7 separate regions of the Mus musculus genome follow, and regions 1, 2, 3, 4, 6 and 7 are each linked to region 5. The links are chromatin contacts, called in public HiCAR-type and promoter capture Hi-C maps. All regions are on one chromosome and are shown on one strand. Each heading gives the region's core, a stretch centred on a gene start, on an enhancer-like site or on the middle of the called end of the contact. The rest is flanking DNA. Distances are from core to core; before and after follow the strand shown.

Evidence for each region. Promoter capture Hi-C pulls out the DNA fragments that hold promoters and counts their contacts. HiCAR-type assays count read pairs that join an accessible place to other places.
Region 1: a contact with region 5 is called in a HiCAR-type map of astrocytes, with 7 times the contacts expected there. The contact joins the promoter of Rbx1 here to the promoter of Eif3l in region 5. A contact is called at or near these places in 4 of 39 promoter capture datasets (hippocampal neurons, liver, maxillary cranial neural crest and 1 more) and 1 of 115 datasets of contacts at active chromatin or transcription factors (astrocytes).
Region 2: a contact with region 5 is called in a promoter capture Hi-C map of pre-B cells, with 4 times the contacts expected there. The contact joins the promoter of Slc25a17 here to the promoter of Eif3l in region 5. A contact is called at or near these places in 1 of 39 promoter capture datasets (pre-B cells), 1 of 484 Hi-C or Micro-C datasets (B cells) and 1 of 115 datasets of contacts at active chromatin or transcription factors (astrocytes).
Region 3: a contact with region 5 is called in a promoter capture Hi-C map of liver, with 3 times the contacts expected there. The contact joins the promoter of Ppp1r16a here to the promoter of Eif3l in region 5. A contact is called at or near these places in 2 of 39 promoter capture datasets (liver and pre-B cells).
Region 4: a contact with region 5 is called in a promoter capture Hi-C map of pre-B cells, with 4 times the contacts expected there. The contact joins the promoter of Xpnpep3 here to the promoter of Eif3l in region 5. A contact is called at or near these places in 2 of 39 promoter capture datasets (liver and pre-B cells) and 2 of 9 other capture datasets (adipose tissue and liver).
Region 6: a contact with region 5 is called in a promoter capture Hi-C map of hippocampal neurons, with 11 times the contacts expected there. The contact joins the promoter of Tob2 here to the promoter of Eif3l in region 5. A contact is called at or near these places in 3 of 39 promoter capture datasets (cranial neural crest, hippocampal neurons and pre-B cells) and 1 of 115 datasets of contacts at active chromatin or transcription factors (double positive thymocytes).
Region 7: a contact with region 5 is called in a promoter capture Hi-C map of liver, with 3 times the contacts expected there. The contact joins the promoter of Mrtfa here to the promoter of Eif3l in region 5. A contact is called at or near these places in 2 of 39 promoter capture datasets (liver and pre-B cells) and 1 of 9 other capture datasets (liver).

Annotation. Positions count from the first base shown.
Region 1 is chr15:81,465,020-81,467,719 of GRCm38.p6, reverse strand. Rbx1 (ring-box 1) reads right to left here and starts at 1,404. Exons shown (of 5, transcript NM_019712.3): 1 at 1,270-1,404. The coding sequence starts at 1,347.
Region 2 is chr15:81,359,342-81,362,041 of GRCm38.p6, reverse strand. Slc25a17 (solute carrier family 25 (mitochondrial carrier, peroxisomal membrane protein), member 17) reads left to right here and starts at 1,277. Exons shown (of 9, transcript NM_011399.3): 1 at 1,277-1,365. The coding sequence starts at 1,312.
Region 3 is chr15:76,670,241-76,672,940 of GRCm38.p6, reverse strand. It overlaps Ppp1r16a (protein phosphatase 1, regulatory subunit 16A), which reads right to left and starts at 1,298. Exons shown (of 12, transcript NM_001358933.1): 1 at 1,179-1,298. It also overlaps a transcript of Foxh1 not described here.
Region 4 is chr15:81,398,836-81,401,535 of GRCm38.p6, reverse strand. Xpnpep3 (X-prolyl aminopeptidase 3, mitochondrial) reads right to left here and starts at 1,398. Exons shown (of 10, transcript NM_001347075.1): 1 at 1,249-1,398. The coding sequence starts at 1,312. St13 (suppression of tumorigenicity 13) reads left to right here and starts at 1,842. Exons shown (of 12, transcript NM_133726.2): 1 at 1,842-2,051. The coding sequence starts at 1,942.
Region 5 is chr15:79,073,904-79,076,603 of GRCm38.p6, reverse strand. Eif3l (eukaryotic translation initiation factor 3, subunit L) reads right to left here and starts at 1,381. Exons shown (of 13, transcript NM_145139.2): 1 at 1,312-1,381; 2 at 785-833. The coding sequence starts at 1,344.
Region 6 is chr15:81,856,949-81,859,648 of GRCm38.p6, reverse strand. It overlaps Tob2 (transducer of ERBB2, 2), which reads left to right and starts at 1,323. Exons shown (of 2, transcript NM_020507.3): 1 at 1,323-1,713.
Region 7 is chr15:81,189,286-81,191,985 of GRCm38.p6, reverse strand. Mrtfa (myocardin related transcription factor A) reads left to right here and starts at 1,250. Exons shown (of 14, transcript NM_001082536.2): 1 at 1,250-1,479. It overlaps 4930483J18Rik (RIKEN cDNA 4930483J18 gene), which reads right to left and starts at 1,133. Exons shown (of 2, transcript NR_015603.1): 1 at 981-1,133; 2 at 1-169.

The sequences.
Region 1 (2,700 bases), core at 155-2,654, 2.4 Mb before region 5:
TGGATAGCAAGTTACCTACCCAGTTTCAGTACACAGAACGAGGTCATCACTTAAACCTTAAAAGAGCACTGCAAGCAAAGTAGAATCCACTGCGATTTTCTTTTCCTCTTACCAAGTAAACTGATGTTCTCAACGTTCATATATCCAAACAATTACTTTGTTAGCTCCAGTAAGTCGACCTAAGACTTCTTATGTTAGACAAGGCACCCTTTTCAAGGACTACTTTGGTTTGACTTTCCAAATTCAAGCATAAGAGTTTAGTAAATTCTACATTACATTTTTATTTTTCATAATGGCTGCAGGCTGTAACTGAGCAGCAGTGGCCACAATGAGATGACACAAAAAGGGGGTGGGGTGAGGGATATTCTCAGCGACACGTTCCAAAAATAATCCATAAAAAGAAAACACCTTGCCCTCTTCAAGATCTTCATTTTTAACAGATCTGTGTAATCTTAGGTAGGAATCAACACTTTTAAAGGACTAGCAAACTATGAAGGGGAACGGCATACAAAAGGACGTTTCATATTTTTGTTTTTCTGTTCTCAGGTCATTAGCAATTAGTACTCCACCTTCTTAAATGGCACAAGTTCTGGGCTTGCTTTTAAAACAAAGCCCACCAGGCTTTTAAATTATCATTTTGTGTTAGAAGTGTACAGGGACATCAGAGAACCACTGGAGTGGCAGATGCTATGTGACAACTAGTAGCCATCTCGTTAGAACCAAGCTTTACACTTGACTGTGGGTTTAGAGGCCAATGGAGGCCGCCATACAATCGAGGGCCCACGCCAGGTCCCTCGGAGTCAATAGATTCTAGGATCCAGGAAGGGGCGGAGCAAGAACACCGGCAGAGCCCCTCTGCGCTGTCATCTCACGTTCCCGGGGTTCTCCGCACGGCCCCATCCTCCACCCGCCGCAGTCTCTTCACGAGTCTGCATCCCACCCACCCCACCCTGTCCTTCCCCCACCTCTCAGTCACTTCAGTGACAGCTCAAGCGCTTGGCTCCCGCATCGAAGTCAACCTCGCGTATTTCAGTAAGCAGCTCTGCGATTGGCCCCACAGCTTCCCCAGCAAGACTAATAGGGCCCCAGACACTGGGCCACCAGCATGCCGATCAACCCTAGGCCCGCCCCCCGGCTTCCGTTCTTGGTGCCCGGTCCCAGGAACGCCCTGAAATGAAGCCCTTTCCCCCGCGCCTAGCTCTTCCTCGGGCCTGCCAGCCATATCCGCGCCTCCCTAGCTTCCTTGAGGAAGGCGCTGGCGAGCCCAACCTTTTTAACTTCAAAGCGCTTCTTGCCCGCGCCGCTGTTGGTGCCGCTGGGGGTATCCACATCCATCGCCGCCGCCATTTTGGAAACACACAGTCTGTCGTGTGACCACTGCGCCTGCGCACCGGCTCACTTTCCGCCGCCTGCCCCGCACACCAGGCGCCTCCTCCCGCACCCCTCCCCTCATTGGCGCGAGCGTGGAGAAGGGGCGGAGCCTGCGGTCACGCCCCTTAAAGGCGCAGGCGGAGGTTTCCCGCCCCCCTCCTCCCCATCTCTCTCAGCTGGGGAGGAGGCTGGAGTGATTGAGGCGGGGCCGGGCGGGGCCGGGCGGGGCCGAGAGAAGGGAGCCAACCGGTGGGAACGTCCGTGAGGTCTCGATGCTTCTCGCATTCTGGGAAGCCCTGTGGTCTGACTCCTTCATTTGGGGCGGCGGCTGCTTCCTTCTTCTGCCCCAGGACTTAAGCCCTGGTCCAGATCCACAGAGCTGCCCCCGAGTCCGTGGTTGCAAAGGGCATGGGCTGGTCTTTGGAAACCCGAAACTCCAAACCGGCCTTCTGCTGACCGTGGTCGGCTTCGGAGCCAGGCGGTGTCTCTCTGGAGGCCTGTGGCCCGGCTTACCAAGGCCTGGTCACCGTCTGCGTTATCAATTTCAGATTGGGAAATTATTTGATAGGGAGAGAAGAGGCCCAGGAGCAAACAGAGCAGGCATTCTGCAACTTTGCCTTTATCTTCTCACAGGAAAGGTGATGGGGATGCCATAGTAAATCCCATAACCAGCCAGTTCTAAATGGTCCTCCTTTCTCCTCATTTCCTATCGAGTTTTGCTACTGTGCTACGATTAAATTAGTACATTTGTAGTGGCTGAACTTGAGTTCTGGTGAGGCATTCTGATTTTCTTACCGGTCATTACCATCGAGCTACAGAACACATACGTTTTGTAAGCTTCCATGATTAGTCCAGCCCTCCGCTGTTTTGTCTCCTAAATTTGCGGAGTTATGACTAGAATACATCACCCTTGAATTTCCTGTGTGTTCTAGTTCCCTCAACAGTACAACAAAAAGGGTTTTACCGGAAATGTGCCCCTCCCCCCCCCCAGAAAGGGTTTTTCTCTGTGTAGCCCTGGCTGTCCTGGAACTCAGGACTGGACCTAGGCCGGCTTCGAACTCAGAAATCTGCCTGCTTCTGCTTCCCAAGTGCTGGGATTAAAGGCATGCGCCACCACTGCCTGTCCTGAAATGTTCTGTTAAAAGAAATACTTGCTGGTGTGTAATGCGGTGTGTCATTGATGCACTTGCTAAGCAGGGCAATACATCCTGAATACCACCACAGTTTTAACTTGCACAGAGACTTGTGAGAGCCCTGCAAGGTGTGTGTGTGTCTGCCCAAGTTCTACCTCCCACACTAAATCTGTCATTGGTCTATGTGTCTACAGAC
Region 2 (2,700 bases), core at 28-2,527, 2.3 Mb before region 5:
TGGTGAACAGCAATGTGGAAATGTAAACTGAATAAAACCCTTTTCTCCCCAACTTGCTTCTTGGTCATGATGTTTTGTGCAGGAATAGAAACCTTAAGACTATCACAGTGGAAGGGTAAAATACTGACTTTGCTTTTAGATTTACCTTTATGTGCATGAGTGCATTTATGTAAGCAGTCCTGGATTCTTTCAGAGGACAGAAAGCTGTGGCGTCTGTCCCGAGGGACATAGAGGGTTGTGTGATAGCAACTGAAGAGCAAGCGTTCTTAGCTGCTGAGCTATATCTATACAGCCCCAAATTGTCAGTTTAAACAAACTATGCTAGAGGTTTAACTACCGGGCCTCAGAGCCTTGATTCTATATCTCGCAGCGGGTGTTGGGATGGCTGAATGGAGAAACGAAGGTTGGAGATATTGACCCACCCCCTTATCTATGGCTATCAGCTTATCCTGGAGGGTTGCTTTTGTTTTGACGCTGTTTCTATAGTTCTGGCTAGCCAACTCCACTTCTCAGCATCCATGGTACTGGGATTACAGGCTACGTTTTAGGGTTTAGGTCTGTTTTGGCTTTTGTTTTGAGACGAGTCTCAGCCCAGGTTAATCTCAAATTCTCTCTGTAGCTGAGGGTGACTCTGTACTAAATTCTTTTAACAAAATTATTTAGTCGTGTGTGTGTGTGTGTGTGTGTGTGTGTATGTCTTAGTGTGCGCGGAAACCCGAGAAGGTCAGACCCCCTGGAACTATACTTGCTTGGGATACTGGGACCTAAACGAGGATCCTCTGCAAAAGCAGTACTTGTTCTTAACTGAGCCAACTCTTCAGTCCCCAGATCCTCTTTCCACTTCCTGAGTACTGTGTTTACTGGTGTTTATGGTTTGCTGGTAGTCATGCTAAGCAAGCACTAACAACTGAGCCTGCCAACATATATTTTGCAAGGAACTGGGGTGCAGGAGTCATTAAGGACTTTTATGTCCTCCCGTTTTATGGGCTTGACTAACCAATTTAGTGTGCAAGCACACTGACAGACTGAGGGGCTAGGAACCTTTGCAGGGGGTGCTCAGAACACAGATCCTTCCATAGCCACTGAGCATTGCTCCGCCCCTTGACCGATCCGGACCAATCGATGTTCAGGGGCGTTCCTGGGCATTTCACACTCGCCTCCCCGGCTGTTCTCCCCAGCGAACCAGGGCAGTCTGTGACCCGGAAGCAGTCGTTCTGGTGGAGGCGGGGGAGACTTCTGAGAGGTGGGGCTTGAGACGGTCCTTTCACGAACCCGCACACTCTGAGGCGCCTGAGTGAAAAGTGTGGCACCATGGCCTCTGTGCTGTCCTACGAAAGTCTGGTACACGCCGTGGCCGGAGCCGTGGTGAGGAGGGGTTTGGGGCTTCGAAGTAAATCTCGGGATGGGTCGGGGAGAAGGGCACGGGGGAGATGTGGGGACCGAATCTGTCACAACTGGAACGAAAAGGACGGGCATAAATGGAAAGTTGCTGCTACAAGAGGGAGGGCGAGGCCAGGAGCCACCCTCTGCCGCAGTCCCCTCTGGACTTTCCCAGAGACTGTCTGGACTATCAGTCACAAAGGTCCAGAGGGAATAGGGAAGAAGATAATTGCTATTTTCTTTGCCTTCTGAAGTTTAAAAGTTTAAGGCCAACCCTTCCCTTACCCAACTCTCACTGCACACAAACTTCGTCCAAATTGGTCCTGCGGAAAAACTAAGTGTGAAGATGGGGTGCTTGCTGTAAGTCTACTGCCAGCCTGGTGTCACACCTTATCCCAGGCAAGTGGCAATAGCTAATGGAACATTCCTAGTCAGCCTTATTGCCAGGAAAAGATAGGGTGTTTGTTTGTTTATTTTTTAAGTCAAGATCGGTGGTGTTATGTACTACCTGTATAGTTACTGTGAGTTAAGTGCTTTGTTCTTCGATTTAGAGGTATCTAAGTTCCTTCCATTTGACACTTCCCTTTTCCCTGAAACTTCACATTCTTGGCACAGGTAACATTCCTCCTCTGGTTCTTTTCCTCAGACTGTTTCCCATGTTCTTCCCTAACTCCCAGCATGTACCTTTAGCCATGTAGAGTCACCGTGGACCATTCCTATCCATTCAGACAGCTTATGTTCCGGTGAAGAGTAATCTGAGTTTTTTAATTCCAATTCTATCATATGTTTACCAGGTAATCTCAAATCTCACGTTTGTAATCTATGAAGAGGGAAGAAAATATTACACTTTTCTTCTAGACCTTGAGAAGTAGGTGAGGGAATATTACATGGTGTCTTATTCAAAAGAGTCGCGTTCCTTTAAATCAACCAGAAGTGCCTTTTGCTCGTTATGAAAGAACTGGGGTGGAAGTTTGTTGTGACATGTTTTCAGTTGGTCATAGGGACCTGTTTGACTGAAGTGGAAATGCAAATGGGGGGCCAAATGATTCATGACTTTGTGTAGGAAAGGGTCAGTGGTTGCACTTACTGATTGACATTTCAAACCCGATCCTCTCTGCTGCCCTGTGGAGAGTAGAATACGGAAGGCACATCTCTCTCAGGCAAGAGATGGCTGTGACCTATTGGTGGAAGGGGTAAGAGAGCATTTGCCTGGAATGGATTTATAAGAACCACCAGGATTTAATGATAGCTTGGGTGTAGCTTAGGGTTGCTTGTGTCTGACAAATTTTTGACTCAAGGAACATGAATGGTCTTCCTCCC
Region 3 (2,700 bases), core at 49-2,548, 2.4 Mb after region 5:
TACAAAATGACAGTTCCAGGAGATCCACAAAGATATCCTCTAACCACTTACACGTGGATCATGGCATGTACCCACCCCAAAACGATAAATAAATAAATAATACTTAAAAGAATTATTCCTTAAAAAAAAAAAAAAAGAGGCGGGGAATAGGAAGGCCTGAGCCAACAGGGAAGGAAGTCAAACCAGGCCTTAGGAGAGGAAAACCCTCCCCGCCTCCCGCCCCCCCCCCCCAAAAAAAACCTCCTTGGGCAAAAACTAGCAACAGAGGCAGACTAGCAGCCCTTGAGAGACCTGAAAGTCCCATCACCATGACAACATGAAGCCAGCGGGTTAGGGCAGGTCTCATTAGGCCTCCAGTCCCTCAACCCAACCGGCTCTCATGCTGAGCTAGTGGCAGCTTTGGTTTCCATGAAGTGAATCAGGTGGCCTTCTAAAGAGCCAGGGTGTTTAAAGCAAGACAAAGCCTCCAAAGAAAACCCCAATCCTATAAGGGAAGACCTAGGGAGCAAAGACACCCAAGAGGGCTCACTGAGGTCTGCCCTCTCGCCTCTACCTTCACCACCCAAGTAAGGATATGGAAGAAAAGTGGAGCAGTCAGGAGTCAGCTAACTTTGCTCTACCTCCCAAGCCAATACACACTTCTCTTCTGCACCCGTAATAATTAATCCTCCTTGTCTCTAGCCTCTAGCACTGGTTCCGTCAGGAACCCAAAGGAGCCCAAACAGTTTTCACAAGCTCATTTACATTCCTCTCCCAACCACAATCCAGGAGGCACAGCCTCCAGAAAAGGGGCACTTGAAGCCGTAAGAGGCTCTAGAGTGTGCTTTGACTGAACACCAAAGCCCACATGAAGCACAGGAAAGTCCCTTCGCGGTCCTAAGGTCAGAATGAAGACTGTCGATGGATTTGCCCGACCAACAGGTTGCAAGAACTTCCTTCACTGATAGGTTTCACAAAAACAAAAACAAAAACTAACAACAACAAAAACCCACCCTCCGCTGGCCGCCTCGCTGGCGCCCCTTCTGCAGGCCCCTCACGACCCGCTCCATTGCCGGGCCAGCACCGGGCCGCAGAAGAACCGGCGCTGGCTCACCCGCTATGCCCCGCCCAGCCGTGCTGGGCCTCCCCCGCGTCCCCAGATAGACCCGACCCTCACTCACAATCGCCGGCCTTCTCACCTGGAACCTCCCTGGCCGCTCCCTGAACCCGGCCCGGCCGACCCTGGAGCCCGGCGCTGCTCCAGGCGCCACGGGGGCGGGCCCCGCGCCCATCCTCGCCATGGCAACGCGACACTTCCGGCCCGAGGTGTCCCGAGCGGAAGCCGCGGTGCTGGGCGGGAAGGCTGGGCGGGAAGGCTGGGCTGAGTCGTTTTGCGAGGGCGGGGCCTAAGGAGCGTCCTCCAGGGACAGAGTCATCCACTGTAGATTGACAGGGGCGGGGTCAGCTCCGGTAGCTGATTGGTTGATACTGTGGAAGATTTTTTTTTTTTTTTTAATTCCCGTGCTCTATTCTGTGGTACTAACACCCTGATGTCCGGGGTAGGGCGGGAAGGGCAAATGTTCAGGTGTTCCCGGAAGGGTGATCTTTATTTATCCTATCCTTTGATTAAAGGGTAGGAGTCCCTCGTTGCTCGAAAGAGGATGGGCAGCAGTTTGGGTGATGGTTGGACCCTGGGACACTGTGATCAGGGAGAAGCAGTCCCGATGAGGAGCCTTGAATGTCAGTTCAAGGAGCCAGGCTTTAACTGGAACCAAGGAAGGACCAGTGGAAAGGGAGACCTCAGACTTGCAGGAGAGAATGTCTTCTTTAGTGAATAGGTCTGAGGCCATAGGGATATTTGACAGGTGAGACACAGGAACTCTCAGCTAGAGCTCTGAGGACGAAAAGCAGAGGGGCAGGAGGTGATAGGATTGGGGGTGGGGAGGGGAGACAGATGAGAGCTAAAAGAAGAATCTGAGATAAGATCACAACCCAGCCAGGGGCAGAACTGTCAGAGGAAGTGAAGTCCCACTGTGCTCATCCTCCTTGTGTGTCCCCATTCCCTCCTCCACTCATGACTGTACCTTCCTTGGCACCTGCCAGGGTCTCTGTCCTGTTGATGGTACAATGGGGAGGGGCTTCACAGGAAAAGGTGAATTCTCAAAAGCTTTTAGTGCTCATGAAGGTCTTGGATTGTTGGCTCTGACACCAACCTCTGCCATCAGCGCTCTAATCAGACCCTCAATGCAAAGCTGCCCATTGTAGTAGCCAGGAGAACTTAGAACATAGATGGTGACTGAGCCCAAGAATAGAGCCACCAATTAGATGGCCATGCCTATATGGGCACCTACAACATACTCATGGGAAGATCACTTAAGTCTCTGTATCCTCCTCTTGTTCCTGAGGACAGACTCTATTCCCTTTTTGGTCCAGAAGGTCTGTCAATCTGTATCCCCACCCCCATCAAGTCCTGAGCAGACTCCCCACCTAAGGCTTGACTTTTTTGTTTGTTATTGTTTTTTCTTTTTTCTTTTTTTTTTTTTTTTTGTTTGTTTTTTTGAGACAGGGCTTCTCTGTATAGCCCTGGCTGTCCTGGAACTCACTTTGTAGACCAGGCTGGCCTCAAACTTAGAAATCCGCCTGCCTCTGCCTCCCTAGTGCTGGGATTAAAGGCGTGCGCCACCACTGCCCGGCAGGCTTGACTTCTTTTGGCTGCTTTGT
Region 4 (2,700 bases), core at 149-2,648, 2.3 Mb before region 5:
AATCACATAACAAACATCTGGCTTAACTGTGTTTCAGTCCCTCAGTCCCTCAGTGGTAAAGATTCAATGTCACTCCTTCATTGAAGCTAAAAAAACCGCAAACCATTTAGTGGTAATATAACAAGATGCTGAACTTACTTTTCCTCAGAAACAAACTATAATATATTTACTAGATTTTTTTAATGTGTTTTAGTCCTAAAGCTGGATCAAGTCAGGATTTACACGAAGCTACAAGAAAGTCAACGATCCGAAACAAAAAGCTGGTTCTAGTCTAGTCACAGTCTGTGGCCTGCCACATTTTCATTCATTTCCGTTAAAGGCACATCTTAACTACCAGGATTACAGAATAGGCTCCGTGCAATGGTGCAGTTTTAAATAGCGAATCCAAGTATCACATGCAAATATCAAGATCAATTTTAATGTCAAATACCCTATTTTCTGGTTCAGATTTTGCACACCTCGTCTGAAGTATAATCCAACATTAGGTCTCCTTACAAAGTAGGTGACTCACTCTCCAGTATAAAATTTTATGTTAGGTTAATTGCTCACCATATTGTACACGGAGGGTTCACATTCTCCGTGCTCTATCACCTTGACTGTTTATGTAAGACTTAGGCACGTCCCTCGCTTAGTTCTTTACAAACTGAATTGCACAAAGCATTTGTTTCTAGACGTGTTTCTTCTCTCTCTTTCTCTCTCTCTCTCTCTCTCTCTCTCTCTTTTCGAGACAGGGTTTCTCTGTATAGTCCTGGCTGTCCTGGAACTCACTCTGTATTTGGATCAGGCTGGCCTCGAACTCAGAAATCCGCCTGCCTCTGCCTCCCAAGTGCTGGGATTAAAGGCGTGCGCCACCACAGCCCGGCTCTATCTTTTGAGCTAGCTCTCCGATGAAACCTATGAAAAGGCGAAAGATTTACCCTGACCTAACACACACACACACGCTACTTGACATTAAACAATTTAGTCAAGTGTGATGATAAAAGCTACCAATTTAGAATTCGAGTAACTTTGAAGACAATCCCTTGGAGTTCCCTCCTCTTCAGTCACTCCAGCTTTCCCAGAATAACAGAACCTAAAGCCCACTCTTTCCCAGAGCAATCGATCAAAAGAAAAATCCGTGGGTGGTGAGGGGGGATCAGGTGCCGATTGGTGAAGAACCACGGATCATCAACTTGTAGCTCTTTGGGCTGCTTTAGGCTTTCTCCAAAGGAAGAACCTGAAGGGGACGCCGGCAGGAAAGACTCTAACCTGAGAGGCCGCGGAGCCTTGCTAGAACGGGAGCCAGCTTGGGGGTTGAGAGCAGAGACGGCATGGCCTGTAACCACTGGTCAGGAAAAGTACAAACTCTGGGGAAAGCCACTAGCACAGCCGCGTCGCCAGGAAACCAGTCAACTGCTCGGCCCCTTCCGGCAGGCGCGGCTCGCGGGCTTTCTTCCCGGGGCGGCGCAGAGCAGTGACGTCACTCGGCTAGGTTTTGGGCGCGCCGGCCCCACGGGCATTTATTTATTTTCCCCCCTCCTCCATGCGGCGTCTCGTTCTGCTTAATGCCCATCTTCACAGAAGAAATATCTTATTCCAAATGTCTCCCTATGTCCCGCTTGAAAGCGCACAGACACAAGGTCCTTCATCCATCCCGGGGAATTAGGTCAGAGGAAAGAATCCGAGTGAGACTGTTCGCCGATCGAAGCAGGCATTGTCACGGGCAGCTACACTTCTAGAAGGTTCTAGGCGGAGCACAGGTCCAGAGGTAGGAGTGGGAATGAGCGAGCGAAGGCCCGGGGTCACGAGGCCGTTGGGGGGGAGGAGCCAGCGGCCGGGGAGGTTCTAGTCTGTTCTGCCTCGCGGCAGCCGCCCCCTTCCACTTGGTCACGTTGAGCCGCTCCCGGGCCTGGCATCGTGCCTCCGCAGCCGCCCACCGCCTTCAGCTTCCAGCCTCCCACCATGGATCCCCGCAAAGTGAGCGAGCTTCGGGCCTTCGTGAAGATGTGTAGGCAGGACCCGAGCGTCCTGCACACCGAGGAAATGCGCTTCCTGAGGGAGTGGGTGGAGAGGTGAGAGCCCTGGGCCCCGTGGACCGTTGGGGACGGAAAGTTGGGGGTTGGGGAGTGGGCCCCGAGCTGGCGTAGGGAGGAGGGGAGCGGTTCTAGGCCCCTTCGTGGCTCTTAGTGGCTTCGAGAGGTTCTCGGAGGGATCTGGAGCGTTGGGCAACTTAGGGGTGGAAAAGCAGAGGTTAGAGTTGGTTCCCCCCCACCCCCCGCAGTTAAGTCTTTATGGGGGTGTGTTTGGGTTGTGAATATTTGAGCAGTGGAAATAATGCGCGAACGAAGACAAAGCTTTTACTAAGGGATTGTTTTTCTTGAACCTGGCGTCTTGTTTAAGTCGCATTGACCCATGTGTCGTTTAAAATATTAATAGTGGTAACTTATTTATTCTATAACTTCAGTTATCTGTACTTGGCCTTACAACGATTTTAATTGCATGGAATTTTGTTGGGAATTATTTATACCCACGTTAGTTGTAGCGCTGTCACTTCAGCTACTTTAGGAATTTTTTTTTTTCCTTCAAAGACCAGTGTGCTTGCAGGACTAACTGGAGAGTATTTCGCCTGCGTACTATGATTGTTGTGCCAGCTGCTGGGAAACAGTATTACTGGGGAATTGGTTTCTCCTTTTTGTTGTTTTAGTCTCGTTGATAAAAGAT
Region 5 (2,700 bases), core at 132-2,631:
TCCCAACCCTCAGACAGCTGAATCTGTGAGGCTAGCATGCTCTATATAGTGAGTTCCGGGATAGCCAGAGCTACATAACGAGACCCCCATCTTTAAAAAACAGGAAAGGAAACTCACTTTCTAACCAAATGATGCATAGTACGCTATTTTCTTTCACCTTTAAAGACACATTAACATGCTTACTTTGTAAAACTACTCTACTGTAAGGGCCAATAAAATACATGCTGTGAGCATCGCAAGCCACTTGGTACTTACTTAATCTCAAAGTGACTAGAACATTTCGGTAAACTTCAAAAGCCTCCCCAAAGTATTTCACTTAGACTTGGTTTGAATCAAGGAAGATTTTCACACCAAGATTTCCTTCTTTGGGGCTGGAGTGTGTGGTTTAATCTCATCTCCGGCACCCAAACAACAAAGCCACAAAGCTTTTTGACCTTGGCCAGACAGCTCAGGGAGGAGGGCTGTGGGTGTGGTTCAGAGACCGTCCACAAGCATGGGGCTCTGGGTTCCACCCCAGTATAACAAATAAAATCTGCCCCAAGTAAGAAAAACCTAGCCGGGTCAGTGATGGTCCTCTTCTGACGTGGGCAGGTAGACCACAAAAAAGGCCTGGTTTAATTAGACTCTTCACAACCCTACCAATCAGACCTAATGGCCGACTCCACCACTCCATTAGGACGCAGTTTTTAACAGGTCCCTGTTGGGAGTCAACGCTGAGATGGTCAAAGAAAAAAGTGCCAATCCTTGGAAGGCAAGAGACAGCCGGGCAAACTGAGAGCCTCACCTGTGTGCATATCATAGTCGCCCGGGTAGGCGTAGGGATCATAAGCAGCCTGCAAGGAAAGAGACAAAGTTAGGGAGACACGCCAAATGGGGACTCCAAAAATGCTCGTCCTCGGGCCTCCATGTCAAGCAGGAGGCAAAACATACTACTCAGATAAGACTGACAGTCGCTACCTCGGAGGGCTTCACATGTGTGAGAGAAAAGGGACCCCGGGCAAGCACAAAACACGCTTACAGGTGCAACAAGACAAGAAAAACACAGTAATAGCCCCGTCTGAAGCAGACGCCATGAGAGCCAAGAACTCAGCATTAAACACCCTTCAGCCCGCCTCCGACTGACTGCGACTACACGCGGGGACATACGGCCGGCAGAGGAGGGACCCGGGGAGGAGACCCGGGGCCGGGAGGGCCGGAATGATCGAGGTCCGCTTGTTCCGGCCCGATCTGGACGCCGCCTCACCTCGGGGACAGATCCCACCGAACCGGGTGCCCACCGCGGACCCCGCCACGCGCTCACCGCTTCATTACCTCAGACTCGTAGTCATCAGCGGGGTAAGACATGGCTACGGCGCTCCAGAAGCCCGTGGGAGAGAGCGGAAGAAGAACTCCGCGCCTGCTTGGCCGGACCGGAAGTCCCGCCCAGCCCAACCTGCCCGAAAGCCTTTCCGGGGTCGCCGGGGAAGCGAAGTAGCTCTGATTGGAAGGACGGAGTTCCTAAACTATCAGAGTTCCTTCCTCCCTGCAAAACGGGCTTTTCAAAGGACATTATTGTGGAGTATGGTGTGCACGCAGAAGTAGGGGCGGGCAAGCGATAAAGGGGAAGAATGCCTAGACCCTGTTGACTCACATCTGCCATCTCAAGGATGGCGGAGGCAGGAGACTGCAACAAATTCGAGGATAACCAAAGTTAGTTATTTCCAGGCCAATCTGATTATAAAGCGGGGTCTCCAAAACAACAACAACAAAAATAAAGAGAAATCAGAAGAAAACGGTACAGAGACGATGACAAGTGACCTGCTAAGATGTAGCGTTCCTGACCTTAGATTTAGGTGTAAACGGTTTTGCCTGCAGCGAGAAATTTCTCCCCCACACCACCACCACCAAAAAAAAAAAAAAAAAAAAAAAAAAAATCAACCTGAGAACACTCAGGATGACCAAACTGGTGAAGGCCCTTGACACCAAGCCTAACGACCTGAGTTCGATGTGGGAGACCCACATGGTGGAAGGCGAGAACCAATCCCTGAACAGCTGATTTGCCTTACCTTTTGGGCACCTGCATCCTTGTCTCCGGGTCACAACAATCTCTGCTTATTACAGCCAGGTACACAACTCTGGGCTTCGGCACTCATGCTTACCTCTGACCAGACTTTAGTACAAATGACCCCGGTATCACTGCCTGGCTCTCTGTTGAAGACAGGAGTTTGCTGGACGAGTGTTGCTAATCAACGCCCTCTACTCAAAGCGTCCTATTTAGAACTGCCATTCTCCCCCCTGGCTCCTTAAGCCCTAGACTCCTTAAAGTCGTTCCTTTTGTTTGCCTGTCTGGTTGCTTTGGTTTATTTAAGCAAGAAAGAATTAGGGTTTAATAAAGACCTTACTTTTAAGATTATTTATTCCTCTGTATGAGTGAATTATGCACACAGGGCATCAATCCTCTGGAGTTACAGCTGATTTTTCAAAAATCAGCCAGCTGTACCCCTGGCTGTCCTGGAACTCAGTCTGTAGACCAGACTGCCCTTGAACTCAAGAGATCCACCTGCCTCTGCCCCCTGCTTACTGGGATTAAAGGCTTGCATAGCTACCTCCCTGCTCATTTGGTTTTAGACAGGATCTTTCTATTATGTAATTCTGGGTGTCCTAGGGTCTATTATGTAGACCAGGATGACCTCAAACTCAGAGATCCACCTGCCTCTGCCT
Region 6 (2,700 bases), core at 74-2,573, 2.8 Mb before region 5:
AACGTGAATAAAGAATAGGGGTTGGCCAGGCGTGGTGGTGCACGCCTTTAATCCCAGCACTCGGGAGACAGAGGCAGGCTGATTTCTGAGTTCGAGGCCAGCCTGGTCTACAAAGTGAGTTCCACGACAGTCAGAGCTATACAGAGAAACCCTGTCTCGAACCCCCCCCCCCAAGAAAAAAAAAAAAGAAGAAGAGGAGGGGTTGTTGAATTGGAAAATAGGCGAACTAAGGCGGGGGCTAGGGGAACTGTACACAAGGCCAGCGGTCCTCCAGCCTAGTCTGATAGTCCAGTTCTCCTAGGGTTTCAACCCGCCACAGATCCTAGACCCCCTCATCGCTGAGCCTGCACTGTCACAAAGCCACAGAGTAGAAAAAGCGTGACCAAAATCCGGGCCCGGGTGCGCCTCGCTTCGCCGCCGCCGGGTGCTGTCGGGCTTAATGAACACCCTGCTCACCTTGCCAGGGCTGGCGCTTCTTCTGCGACTATTGCTAGAAGGAGCGCGGCTCTCATGCTCTCCTGTGCGTGGGTAACCTGCTCCAGAGAGCTCGAGGACCTCAGCAGAGGGGCGGCGGTCGCGCGTGGCCAGCCCTATTATGGTGTTTGGGACCCAACTTTCCGGGCTGGGAGTGCATGACTAACCGGTGCTCCGCTCTTTTTTCTAACCCTCGATCTTCTTGCACCCTTCCCTTCCCTTCGATCTTCCACGTCCCCACCAGGAGGGCGACACTGGTAAACTCAGGTTAGCCTACACTCAGATCCAGAACCTTCCTGGAGGTGGCATCGTGCCACTGTCTCCCCAAATTCAGAATGAACAAATCGGAACCGGGGAGTTCAAGTCACGGGGACCGTCAGAACTGAAGAGTCATGCCGTCTAGGTCTTAGGGAACTTTGAGAGCTGGGGCTAGGGTTTGGAGTTCTCAGGGCCCCGGTGATGCCAGCAACAGCCACTGTGTCCCAGGCTACTTCCTAATGGCCTGTTGTGTTCCAGGTCTGTCCCTACCCTCCCCGGGGTTGGTCTACACCGGTTTAAAAAAAAAAGAAAAAAACGTACATGGCGAGCTCAGACTGCTTTGGAGTCTTAAGAGAAGAAATCCGGCGCTAAGGCGCTCAGAAGGATTCCGAGGGTGAGCAGCCCCGCTGAGGACGTGGCAGGGAGGGGTCTAGAGGAGACAAGGTGAGAAGATCGCTATTACACTTCCCGCAGAACCTGGAATCCCAACCTACGACTGGGCTGCGAGGGGTTAAAGATGCCAAGGGAGGAAAAGTAGTCCCGGCCCCGCCCCGGCTGGGCGGAGGGACGCATCACGCAGGGGTGGGGAAAGCAGATTCATGCGCAGGGTTGCTGAGGGTGAAACTTTTCATTGACTTTGCTCACTTCGGGCCCAGGCGCGGGAAGGTGCAGGTCGTTGAGACTGAGTGTCGTGGGAACCGAGAGGCCAGAAGGACAGGACCTGCCAGACGAGTACATCCAGGGCTGGCCTCCATCCACCGCGTGACGGGTGCCATCCTCGGGTCCGCCATCCCCGCGCCGTCGCCGCCGAGCTCGACCTCCAAAAACAGCGGAAAGAATCACATGAGCTCGGTCCTCGTCCCTCTCTACCCTCAAACGACGTAAAAGGACACCGTGGCCCTCAGCCTCGCGGTGCCCGGGAAGCTGGGAGAGAGACCTCCGTCCCGCGGCCTGCAGAGCGGACCCTTCGTGGAGACCCGAGTGAGTGCGCGGGCTTGCGGGCGGGGGACGCCCACACTGGTCCACTCCCCTGCTGCCCCTCTCCGGATCCGCCCCTGTTTCGCTCTCCATCACTCTCTTTGATCCTGGGGTACCTAGTTTCGAGTGCGGCCCTCTCCTAAGCGGAGAGCGTTTCCTCCTTGACCTCCTTCCCCATTTATTCACGCCTCACTCGTTATGTTTTCCTTGCCCCCCCCCCCCAGAAACCAAACTCTGGCCAGAGTTAAATAAATTATGGGAAGGGAGGGGATTCTATCTTTATTTTTCGGCTGCTTTTCACGTGTGCGGGGTGGTGATTATTAACACAGTCTGTTTCTGTCCCTTTGGAACCTGTGAGATGGGAAATTTGGACATCCCCTTCTTGGTGACAGGGCCGGTTAGTGGAGAGTGCCCTTGGGTTGCCGAGCAAGAACTCATTGCAGGTTGAGCTCTTTATATACTTGTGTAGGCGGAAAAAAAAGTACCCAAAGAGCCTGTCGGATAGTGTATTAATTGTGTCTGATCTCTTCTATTCCTAAACTTCCCCTTCTGTCTGAGGGGGATGTACTCCGCCCTTGACCAAAAATCTAAGGAGGGAAAAGGGAAAAGCCATCCCCTCCCCTGGGAGCAACCAGAACTTCACACAGCAGGCTTTGGGATCAGCAGACAGGGTTTCCGGTGCCAGTTCGGTGTCTAACCTACCCCCCCCCCCCCCATCCACCCTAACCTATCCACCCTGGCCTGGGAGTGGGTTTGGTTTCTCTTTGATTTCTTAACAACAATAAAAATCCTGTTGCTTGCCTGAGCGCCTACCCCCAATGCCTCACTTAAGCACTGGGGAAAACAGCTGGTGTGGGAGGCAGGATTAGGGAGGTTTAACACCCTGCCGGGGAGGGTTGCTGAGGATCTGGTAAGTCTGGTCCTAGGGTAGGCCTTGTAATGGGGAGGAGACTCAGACTTTCTGAATATTGGATGATGCCCGGGTTTCAG
Region 7 (2,700 bases), core at 1-2,500, 2.1 Mb before region 5:
TCATCTACGCAGCTATGGGGACATCATCATCCATGCTGGGGTGCAACTTTTTGGTGGTCTCGCTGCTTTGGGGGCCAGCCATGATTTCTTAGCAAGCCCAATAAACTCACTGGTTTTCCACGTTGGACTCTGGGGCAATCATACTTCAGTTTATCCAGTGGATGGTGGCCTAAAAGGAGGAGATAGACGGTTGTTTATATCTCCCAAGGGAAAGTGTTTCGGAAACACTAAGGCACCAAGTCCGAATTATTTCTCCTTTTCAGCGCTCTCCCCCTTTGTTGGGGGGAAGGGGTGGTGTTCCAGAAAAGGGGCCTCCATAGTGGCTCTTAGCAACTTGACCGGGTGGGCTTTAACTAGTCTCACCGCTTTAGTAGATAAGTCTCTTTAAATGTTGGATTTATGCAGTTATGCTCTCTCTCTCTCTCCCACACATACACCCACACACCCACACACACACAGACATACACACACTTTTAGGCTACACACCAGCAGTTTAGAATTTTAAAGTTGGAAGAGCCGCCCAGATTCATTTAGTGCAGTGAGGCCCCGGATAAAATCTGGGTTCATTCAACTCTTTCCCTCCAGCTGCAAGCGCTTCCGCTGTTGATAAATAATCTCAACAGTCTAGGCAGGTAGGTGTCAGTCCTTTTACCGGAGGAGAACCGACTCAGAGAAAAAAAGCGCTTGGCCACGGAAGGGCAGGGACATGACAGAGTTCAGGGCTCCAGGCCAGAGCGGCATTTATTGTGTCCTTTCGGGAAATGCGAATGTGAAATAATCGACTTGGGAGTCCCGGCGGAGCAAAGACAGGAGGAAGGACCAAGATGAAGACTGCAGGATTTTTGCATTAAACCTCCAGGCTGGGCACCGAACCCTAGGTAGCTAGCTCCGCGGTCACCCTTTGACAGGGTGATCAGATGTGTTACGGTTTCTTTAAGACCCAGACTCCGCCCCCCGGCTCATCGCCGACCTCCTCCCACCTCTTGGCGGCCGCTCCGCCAGTTCCAGACTTCCTTCAGCGATGAAGTCATCTCTCAGTTACCGATTGGCTGCGCTATGATGTCAGTCACAGAAGTCGCGCCGCCGTACTAGCCTCCCTCGTTCCTCTTCCTTCGGCGAACGCCCCCTAAATCGGGCTAGCCCTAACGGCGCTAGGTTTCTGATTGGTCGATACGGCTGTCGCTCCCAGGCGGGTAGGGGGGAGGGTGCGGAGGCGGGACCCGGAGTGGTGGGAGGGCCCGCAGCTTCCGTGGCTGAGTGGAGCCGGCGGCGGTCGTGTCTGCGGTGTCCCCGGCGGCAAGAACGACCGTCCCACCCTCCCCACCCCCTCGTTCCCGCTCGCCACGCTCCCTCGGCTTGCGCGGACCTCTCCCTAACTTGGTGCAGTCTGACTGGTACTAGAGGCTCGGGAGGATACGTGAGCGGCTGGCACCGGAGTGGGGCGAGCCGCGGAGCCCGGGCCAGGAGGCGAACGAGGCGGTGAGTGAGAGTTCGGGCAGGGTCCCCCTCCCCCACCGGCCCCGCCCCGCTCGAGCATCCTTTCTCCCCTCGACCCTTCCGCGTGTGCCCTGGACCGGCCGGCCGCTGTAGGCTCCGAGCCCGGGATTGCCTCCCGCAGTCCTCCACTCCAGTCCCGCCCTTTCCCAAGGGGCTGGGGTCTCAAAGCCCTGGTCACTCGACAGGACAGTCGAGTGCGACCGTGCACCTGTGCACCGCCTTGCAGGGCTGTGCTGGCTAGGGAGCAGCTAGGTTCCCGCCCTGGCTGCTCCCCGAGTGTGTGTAATCTGCTTGGGACCGACCGGTCGAGCGCTTTCTCCCGGCCCTTGTGCAAACCTGGAGGATCCAGGTGCAATCCGCAGGCTTCTCGTGGCAAGGAGGTTCACCTGGACCTGACGACCATATAGCAGCATGGGTGCCTCCAGGTCTGCAGGGCTCCGCAGATTTGAAACTTGACCGCCAAAGAAGTGTCCGTCTCGCGTGTGTGTGTGTGTGTGTGTGTGTGTGTGTGTGTGTGTGTGTGTATGTGTGTGTGACTGTTTGTCTATGTACCTTTGATGACTTCCGCCCTCCTCGCTCCATAAGAAAACACTAATACTATAGAGTGGTTAGTGCTGGAGCTTTCCCTGTTAGATTATCAAACCTACGTTTAGATTGCTTATCTGGAAAATGGAACTAACAATACCTATTACATTGGAATGCAGACAGTAAATGAAAGAATTCGTAATAAAACGCTTGGAATGGTGTTCAACACATACAAGGAAGGGATCCAAGAAAAGACGAGTATCCTGATGTTGAGAACTGCTGGATAGGTGTGTGAGTACAGTATAGCTTGTCTTTGTCAGGATTTCTCTTTGTTAGATGACAGAACCAAAGGACAGACTGGTGGTCAGTTTACTGCTTGCCCGAATACTTTGGCATAAAGTGTGTGAAGACTAAGAATGTGAACTTCATTACTTAAATATGATGAAATTACACCTATGCTTCATGGGTTCACATAGTTTTAAAATCCATAAAGTGTCCGGAATGTCCCCAAATTGTAAGTTTTCGAGATCTGAAGCCAAAGCCTGTAGCCTGATCTTTATGTTCAAGAAGTCAAACTTAAGGGCTTTACTGTAGAAGCCCCTTCCACCAAAAAAAGTCCACTTATGAAGTTTTATTGTTGAAAATGAACTGCCTTCCAGGGGTAAAATGGTACAGCCA